Regions from separate parts of the Pan troglodytes genome. Here region 2 is linked to region 1. The links are chromatin contacts, called in public Hi-C maps. All regions are on one chromosome and are shown on one strand. The core of a region is the stretch at or near the end of the contact, and the rest is flanking DNA. Distances in the headings are between cores, read along the strand shown. Region 1 holds the start of HEPACAM2 (HEPACAM family member 2). Region 2 overlaps CALCR (calcitonin receptor).

Region 1 (4,767 bases), core at 778-3,277:
AACCCTTATACAGATACGTTTTCTCATCTTTACAGCATGGATTTGACATGCTAGAGCTGGACTGCCTTTAAGAATCACTGAAGATTTTAAACAAACAAACATCCCCAAAGAAAACAACAATAATAACAGCACACACCTCAGGTGAATCTGAACAGTCAGGTTTGAGATCTACTGAACTCAGATCACCCCTAAGATATGCTTTTAAACCCAACTGTGAACTCCTTGTGACCACAACCATAGATTATTAATCAAAGTGCTTACTTTAGTGTTGCCTTGAGTGCAACAATCAAGAAATGTTTATTGGCTTGGGTTTTATTTTATAGGCTAATATGGCTGGCAGTTTTTGTTTCTTTTGATGCTTTCAGGGACTTCTAAATATTGCAGATTTTCACACACAAAGAACAGTCTGACAATTAAGATTAGAGAAGGTAAAGAATGAACTAAACTAGACTTGCCCTAAATGTGACCAGAATTTCTTGAAGGGGTTAGAAATAACAGAGTCAGAGAAGCATATAGGTAAACATATAATTTCAAAGGAATTGCTGAACGCAGTGATGATACAAGTATGCACAAGGTGGTTCTGTTGGAGTAGAGAACTGGGCAGAATCAAAACCAATAATACCTCATAATTGTATAGTGCTTTACAATTTATACATTTCATTCACCTACATCATCTCACTTATCCTTACAAAGCCCTATATAAAATATTACAACTTCATTTGTAAAAATTAATAAAACGAGGCTCTAAGGGGTGAGAAAATAGAATTTCAGAATCAGAAATAACCTCTGTTAGTGTCCCCCAAACTTCAGTCATTTGCAAATCACCTTTATTAGTTTTGCCATATCTGACTACCACCCATACTATTGTTCACCTAGTATTTTTTATTAGGTTGACACACTTGAACTTTTTTTATTCTAAGAAATATTTTTGAAATTATGGGTCTGTGTCATACTTTTAGAAGTTAACATTATAATAAAATAAACTTAAAAAAATTGGTGCCATGCTTTAGAACTTTCTTCAGCACAATACATGAAAATCTTAACACATCTGATGACCGATTAATCCTTCAGTTTCTACTTGCACATCTGCAGTAATCTTAGGCAAGTTCCTTAATTTCGCCATACCTGCTTCATCATCTTTAAAATGGGAACCCACAGGATTCTTGTGTGGATAAATGAAATCATATATTTAAAGCTATTAGCAGTTCCTGACAGGTACTCAGCTTTCGATAAGTGTTAGCTATCATTGTTAGCTTTAGGGCTGCTTTTTCTTCTTCTTCTCATATTCTCTTAATTGTAAAGTCCTTTTAAAATTGTGTCCCCAAAGGCACTCCTGTTCCTTTCCCCAATTTAACTAAACTGCCAAAAGTTGAAAAGAGGACTTTAAAGTGACACGTATACTCGTTATTGTCGTATTTCCCGTCATCACTGCTTTAGAGTACGGAGGTAAAATATTAGGCGGGCGTCAAAATCCTTCGATTTTAGAGCTTTTGCAGGGGATACCAAGACTGAGGTAGAACAGCCCTAAACCTGGAGGGTCGCCTATTGGGCAACCTAGAGCACACCTTTCCTCAGGCCAAACCCAGCGCGCCCGGGGTAGTCTCGAGTTCTCAGGTTACCCCTCCTCAGTGACAGCCCTTTCTTGAGTTCCTTCTCCTTCGCGTCAGTCTCTCGTTCTCCCACCCCGCCCCTCCAGACCAGGTGAGGTTTCCTCCCTCACACTCCTAGGGGACATCGCGTCAATCTGGCTTATATATTGTCTCCTCTGAGTTTGATCTTTCGCTCAACGCCTAGTCACCTGTGACTTAGGTTTCCGTCTCGCCGAAGAGTAGCTACTGCCTAGTGCAAGAACCTTTGTAAGACCGGCGACCGCAGTGGTCGCTCTGAGCAGTAATATTTACCGGCTTAACTGAAGCACCCGCTCTTTTGCTTGCTGGGAGATGTAGTCCCTGGGTTGGCCACTTTAGTTCATCGTTGCTACCGCCGGCGTCCAGAAGACTACAGTTCCCAGCATGCCCAGGGCAAGACAGGATAGCCTGGGTCGGCTCCTCCACGTGACCACCCACTATGGCTTCCTAGTGTCAGGGCCAGCTGTGTAGTGGCTCGGTATGATTTGTTAGCTCTTTGAGGCAGGGTACCCTCCTCAGGATTTCGACATGCAAAAAATCAAATCTCTCATGACCCGACAGGTAAGCCGCGGCGGCTGAAGCAAAGGCTTCCTTCATCTCGGAAGTGAGAGGAGCCGAGATGTTCTGTCCCCAGCCAGTGGCGGGCGGAGATCTAAGTTATGGGTGGTGGCAGGTGTCAGGGGGACTGGGAAGCCGGGGCATACCCTAGAAAACTCACCTAGGCCGCCTGGGTTGGAGCACTGCTCCAGCGGGTACCAGCCTCCCAGAAACATTCGTTTAAAAATAAGTCATTGAAGGAATCAGGGTATCTTTGTCTCCCCTCCTCCTCTTTTTGCCGTGTTTCCAGAACAGCCCGAGCTTCCTTGCAAGGTCTTCCGCATCCAGGCTGTCTGTCATATGCGAGCTGATAGCCTGGGTAGGGTGGTGTGGTCTGTGCAGTAGAGGTGACCTGGAAAGACTGAAAACGGATGATTTGAAGACAGAATTAGTAGCTTTTGGATTTTGGGCAAGTCCCCAAACTTCGTAGCTTACGTTTCTGGATGTGAAAATAATTATTTTTGTTCATTTTATTTCACAGTTCTGTTATGAGGGTCATCGATAAGCTAATATATGTGAAAACTCTTTGTGAAATTCTGCTTTAAAAAATTTATTTTTGTCATGGCAAAATACTGATCTTTTCTTTTTTTCCCAGAATGGAAATTCATGAATAAGAGCTTTGGCTATTTTGTAACCTGTCTCATAAATGTTAGGGACCTCGTAATAATGCCTCAGCTTCATTTAAGAAGTGCAGAAATTTTCTTTTATGTACTTATTGATTATGACTTTGTTTTAGCTACCTTTATTTACTTCAGCTTTAATATTTCACTAGAATTGGTCATTTTATTATTTTAATATGAAAGATAGTTAAGATTAGAGTTTTAAATCAACATGGCTTTTAGAAGTTTGGAGAATGTGGAAGGTAATCGTTTAGTGAAAGGTATATTTGTGAGTTTTTTTCTTGTTGATTACAAAAATAACTCAAATTCCACATTCTTATTTGAGAATTCACAATTTGAGAGATATATAAACAGGATACAAATTGTGTATTTCTCTTGCACAATGCACAAATGACCCTTACATGATTATTTTAGTTATGTCAGATCATTTTGTTAATGTTATGAAAATATAATCAAAATGTTCTGTGAATAATAAAAATATTTAAGTAAGTGGCTAGTAACATTTGTTAATTGCTCACATGTGTTGAGTACTGGTGTTGTGCGTCCTACTACTTCTTACTTGACGATGAGTTTGGGTCCTGCTGTATCCTGTGGCAGCTGTGTGACTTTCGGCAAGTTACATAACGTTTTTAAGCATCTGTTTCCACATCTTTAAAATAGGAATAATGTGTGCCTTATGGAGTTAGCCTGATAGTGGTGTTTACATGATATAATGAAGTTAAAGAGTTTAAGGCATTAACGGAGTTCCTGGGCATTATCAAGGAAGTGCTTGAACGCAGAGACCGTTAGTTACATTGGCTATGTTGATGGTGGAAAAGCAGGAAAACTGGAAGCAGGCTGTTGCAGTAATTCAAGCAATAGATAAGTTCATGCTGACTTCGGTACCTGTTTGATTTTTAAATCAATATATACTTTTGTACTTTATATCACTAATACCTCTAAACTGCCTTTGGAATGTTGAATTTGGACTTTTGTGCATCAGCTGTTTGATGCTGTCTCAAGTTTGTTGCCTGCCATACGGTTCAGTGTAGTTAACGTTGTCATAATTGTATGGTAGCTGTGGTTGGTTTAGTTTTTTTGACCTCATTTTGTAAAACTGAGGAGAGAAAAAAATTTCAGATAGCAGTGGTAAGTGTATGTCTCCTAAATGTAATGCAATTGTGCTGAAAATGGTAACACTTAAGCCTTAGTCAGTTGCTTATTGAATTTCAGCAGGTCAAACCTGTGTTTAATTGAAATGGAAAAAAATACATTAAAGAACACATACAAAAAGCTGGAACCATACTGTGTACAAAGTGAGGTAAAATTAGGAGTTTTGCATACATATTTAAAGTTATCCTAATTATATATGTTATGGCTTGACTTTCACATATTTGATACTGATGCACAGTTCCTGAATCTATGAGGTATGAAATTAGTGTGCCTGCTATTTACATTGAGGGTTTGAATTAGTACAGTTTATTATTGGGTTAAATTTAATAGGATTACAAGTAAGTATACATGAAAGTATTTCTTTTTTTGAACCTATAGAATGTGCTAATAATATATATTGAGTTAATATGGAGAGATAGGAAATTAAGGTCTGTGAAATTTAAGTTTTGGGACATTTCAGCTGTCCTGGGATCTTTGTTTGCAAAGTAATGGGAGGAAGGAAGGCTTTGTTAGCTCTCTTTATTTAGATGAGATCTGTTCTTCATCTTTCTCCATTATGCTCACCTCTGTTCTTTCAGTCCATTCAACAAATGTTTATTGAGCAATTTGTGCCAGGTACTATTCTAAGTAAAAAAAAAAAATAAACAAGTGTTAAGGCAGACATGGTGATAAACACTGTAGAGGAAAAGAGGATAGAAAGTCCTGGGAATTGTTGGTGATTTGAGGTCACTTATAATTTTAGATAGGATGGCTATGGAAGGCCTCACAGA
Region 2 (4,767 bases), core at 1,087-3,586, 330 kb after region 1:
TTTTTTTCCCCTGAGAATTGTAATGCTGTGATTATAAAAATTCTCAAGTAAAGAGGTATTACGTTGGATTTAAGTTATTTCCTTATTTTTGGGAAGGGAAATGGAAATATAGTTAAAGCATATGACAAAAAAGATACAGAATTTCTAATTGTTACATTTCTGCCAATTATTCAATGAAGGATGTCTAGTTGATCATTTAGCTTTTTGTGACTTCATGTTCTCATGTTTACAGTGGAGGGGTTGGATAATCACCATTTATTATTTTAGCTGCTGAACTCTTTATTCAGATGGAATCTTAAAATCTGAATGATGAGAAAGTATTCTTAGACCAATTTTTTTTGTAACTAAGGGCAATAACATATTTTTCAAATGACTATCTTAGTTCTAAAGTCTATTCCCTTTTCTCAACTAGGGAAGGTAGAGAGAAAAAAGGGATATCTGATAGAAAAGGGAGAATGAGGTCCTCTCAACTACTGAATTTTCCAGTTTCCTGAGCATTCTGAATTTGTAAACCATTTAAAATACTCAGCTTAGGAAGTTGTTAAATAACAAAGACAATTACCCTGGAGACTAAGAGATGAAGTTAATCATTATTTTCCATAGAAAGTTTTCTAGGAGAATAATTTTAGGTTAGGATTTGTGGTTAAGGTATCAAAAATGAAAACATCAAAGCAAAAAATTGAGACTTTGATTTTAAAATTCATTCAGACAATCTGACCAGATAAACCTCCTCTATTAGGGTTTAGGGCTTGACGAAGACCTTATTAAATAAAGTTAATGGAAAATGCAAAGCCAATGCAGCTATGTATCTTTATAACCTAATTGAGATGTAAACACCATGAACAGTGTTTAAATATTACCATGATAAGTACATTCAAGAGATGCTATCCAGGAACTAACCTATCCAAAATGACCACATGCTGCTGATAGAGCAGTGCTTTAAACAGCACAAATAGGCAATTCAGTTTCAATCACTAAAAATCTCATCTTCTGAAGAGATCAGACTGGCAATATAATTAAATGCAATAATTTGCTTCAGAACATAAATGATAGAGTTCATCATTTGTTGCACTTTAGCTAAATACAACAATATATCAAAATATGAGGTGGAATCTTTTTTTATTTAGAATAGAATATTTAATCAGCTTTATTTTGAAAAATAATGACTTGGTTAGACAGCATTTACTACATATTCTATGTATATGGTTTTGTTTTCCCTTTAAAGAAAAATTAGTGAAAAGAATTGTCAATTTAGGCCAGGTGTGGTGGCTCACGCCTGTAATCCCAGCAAGTTGGGAGGCTGAGGCAGGTAAATCACCTGAGGTCAGGAGTTCAAGAGCAGCCTGGCCAACATGGTGAAATCCCGTCTCTGCTAAAAATACAAAAAATTAGCCGGGCCTGGTGGCGCATGCCTATAATCCCAGCTACTCAGGAAGCTGAGGCAGAATCGCTTGAACCCGGGAGGCAGAGATTGCAGTGAGCCGAGATCATGCCATTGCACTCCAGCCTGGGCAACAAGAGTAAAACTCCGTCTCAAAAAAAAAAAAAAAAAAAAGGTCTTGTCAATTTGGTCAATGTTGGCCACTTCAGTATTTTTAGAATTCACAATAATTATAACCAAGCATTTCCATTTGGGCTAAACACACACACACACACACACACACACACACACACACACACGAGAGACAGAGTTTTGTGACAATTGCTAAAGGGTATCAGACAAGAACAATATCTGAATGCGATGGCAAAACACCTACTTGATATATTCAAATAACTAAAATGCATTGATGTTTTTGTCTGAATCATCTGCATAATTTGCACATGTGACCTTCTTGTTGTTTACTTAGCTACTACTATGGTTCAGCTGCAAAGAGTGCACCTGTGATACCAGCTCCTAGCAATCCAACACCAATAATCTTGATTCTGCAAATTTTCACTTCCAAGAAGTTTACTAAAAACATCTGTAATATTTAAAGGTAAATTTTTAATTTATACCTGCTTCTACTTATCTCTGAGGAGGAAAAAATGATTAGACATGTATAATTTAAATATTTGAAGGAAGAAGCCATTATGAGTGAGTCTAAAATTAGCAAACCAACACAAAATAAGATATAAAAGCTTGAAAATTACTTAATTTCAAAATATATTTCTACAAATGGAGTAAATATGCTGAGTGTATGTGAAAACACTATGTATAAAAGCAAGTCCATCCTGAGATTTTTCAAACAAGTTGAAGAAAATTCTTTTTAAAAAAGGCAAAAAGCCATTAACAGAGTGTTAACACTGCGCCACCTAATGGAGAACTTGTCAACTCCTAAGAAATGCGCTCAAGAACTTGAAACGTGTATTTCATCAGGGAGGGTTCTAAGAGCCTTTGTCAGGGATGAAGCTCTGGATATATGCAGGCAAAACTTTTCCAACTCATTTGACAAGCGATGTCCCTATTTATTACCGAGGACTTTTTGATTACATGATTCACATGCTCATAATCAATTCTTAAATGTTCAAACAACCATAACAACAACTTCTTTACAGGTTTTTTTAGTGCCAGTTATTTTGGGATCCATTTCCACAAATACGATAGTAACTTTATTTGTAGGCACCAGGTCAAAAGTGACAGGAAAAGTAAAGAGGAATTTGGTAAAATCTTGTAGGAGCTTCTGGTCTACCATTCCCTGACCCTTTGGGAAACAAATTTAAGAACCACCCTTTGTGGGGAGCATCTCCTGGATGGAGAGGATGGAAGGTGCCAGTGACCTCTACTGTCAGCAAAGGTATCTGTAGTTTTGGACTGTAGGAGTCAAATTCTGCAGTATTTTGCTTTATTTTACAGATAACACAAATGTGAAATTATATCCTGCTGATACAGTGTGTTAAGCCCATTTAAGTAGAGATTTCATATTTTGGTAAATATGATTGAGATATATTTTCAATATAGATGACACAAATTAAGAAAAAGGTCTGTCAGCAGTCAGTGAAATGGATAATCATAATAAAAAGAACAGGACATTATACTGAAATATTTACCCTGAAATCAAAGGATGTCAATGTGGCAAAGAATGTGCAGAGCATGTCGACCTCGTGGCTACAAAGATACACACTAAAACTCAGGAGGTGAAGTGATAGGAATAGTTTAATGCAGAGAAAAGCTTGAGTCATCACATTCTAGCCTTGCCATTTATCAGCTGAGTGATCTTGGGCATTGTTCATTAGCCCTTCAGACTAAATTTTCTCATCTGTACAAGGTAAATGTATTACCTAACTTACAAAGTGGCTATGAAAATTAAATAAGGTAAAATGCCCAGCTCAAGTTCTCAAAACCAAACAGTTGCTCAGTAAATATTATGAGCTTACCAAAGTCACAAAACCTGTTGGCAGAGCTGGAGATGGAACTCGGGTGTCCTAATAGTTTATGTGATGCCCCTTCCAAGGCCACACTGTTTCAGGTCTTACACTAAGTCATTTAAAGCTAAGATTCAGCTTTATTGGTATGCAAATGAATGGGCCTACAAATATGATTTCAACTAAAACTAAGGTTAAATACTGATCTTTGTGAACCCATTGATAGGCTATATTTTATTCAGCACCGTCTTTACAAAAGCCACTTTCATGGCCTAGAGTATGGCTGAATCCGGTTTGATATAAAACCTTTATATTAAACCACATCTCTGTAATTACTCCTCTTTGGTCTTTTCCCATGTTCTCTAGAGGTTAGAACTAGAAGCCTAATTTCTTTGACAATTAGCATTATCTCCAAACATGAATATAGCACATTAATAGATTGTTATATTAAAGAGAATTTGTGAATCTCAAATAACAAGAAATTGACAGAGCTCATAGGAAGAAATGCTCAAGTAGAGTTCCCCTCTTCCCTGTGTAGCACTCCTCCCCGTTAAAAAGGGGATTTATTTTGTCCAGATAGACATGGTGGGCCATATTCAGTGTAGCACACATCACAGCTTTTGGGAAAGACCCGAGAAATTCTTCCTCACTGAATGAGATAAACATAGCACTTGTTTCTATGGCAATGGTAAAACAACAACGTATCCATCTGTCTGGCTACATAATGGACACCTGACCTCACACCTTCTTCTTTCAAAATATATCACGTTATTTTAGAGGGAAAAAGTTTTCAAATAAAATGACTTTTATCCAATTATGGGTTATTTTAAAAATCTGCTATCTCTTTTCTCATCGAATTTCACCCATGGTGGAGATATTTCACCGACAAGATGTTGATTGTCATTCTGTGGAAGACAGTGTAGATTGGTTTGTGTTGCTCCATCAAAGGTGCAAATCAGAGGTAGGGAGATTTTGGTTCAATATGTCAAAGAGTTTCCAGAGCTGCTCAACAAGGGAAGAGCTGGGAGATCCTGAGGAGGTACTGGGTATTAAGGATAGGATCCTTTAACAGACAGAAGTTTGGTCCAGATAATGATCAAGATCACTTGTTACATGAACGTTCTGTGGTGCTAGGTTTACAAAATGCATGCCATAGAAAGATGTTAATGAAAACTTACCCTTTTTTTTTGCACAACAAATTTTGGAGGCAGATTAATACAAATGGTAAAGACACAGAGTGGGGTCAGACTTCCTGACAGCTCTGTCAATAAGCTCTACTCATTATTAGCTGTATCGCTTGGGCAAGTTACTGACGGTTTCTGTGCCTCAATGTCCTCATTTGGAAAATGGGGCTAATAACAGCATATATTTATAGTGTTGTTATGATGATTCTATGAGTGAGTACATGCGAAGTGCTTTGAAAAG

Evidence for each region. A called contact is a pair of places that touch in the nucleus more often than the background predicts.
Region 2: a Hi-C map of induced pluripotent stem cells shows a contact between it and region 1, with 3 times the contacts expected there. The contact joins the enhancer-like site here to the promoter of HEPACAM2 in region 1. A contact is called at or near these places in 3 of 7 Hi-C or Micro-C datasets (blood, induced pluripotent stem cells and stem cell-derived neural progenitor cells), 1 of 1 datasets of contacts at active chromatin or transcription factors (stem cell-derived excitatory neurons) and 1 of 1 other capture datasets (stem cell-derived neural stem cells).

The regions. Positions count from the first base shown.
Region 1 is chr6:102,606,825-102,611,591 of NHGRI_mPanTro3-v2.0_pri, forward strand. HEPACAM2 (HEPACAM family member 2) reads right to left here and starts at 2,028. Exons shown (of 10, transcript XM_063814747.1): 1 at 1,902-2,028. VPS50 (VPS50 subunit of EARP/GARPII complex) reads left to right here and starts at 1,993. Exons shown (of 28, transcript XM_519203.8): 1 at 1,993-2,189. The coding sequence starts at 2,157.
Region 2 is chr6:102,933,660-102,938,426 of NHGRI_mPanTro3-v2.0_pri, forward strand. The region is part of intron 2 of CALCR (calcitonin receptor); the gene reads right to left. Among named protein-coding and RNA genes, the nearest start is that of CALCR, 23 kb to the right of the region's middle. Within about 2 kb of position 2,337, at least 1 of the 24 cell types and tissues checked has an H3K27ac peak or open chromatin away from gene starts, as enhancers often do. A contact at or near this core is called in induced pluripotent stem cells, where this site is marked.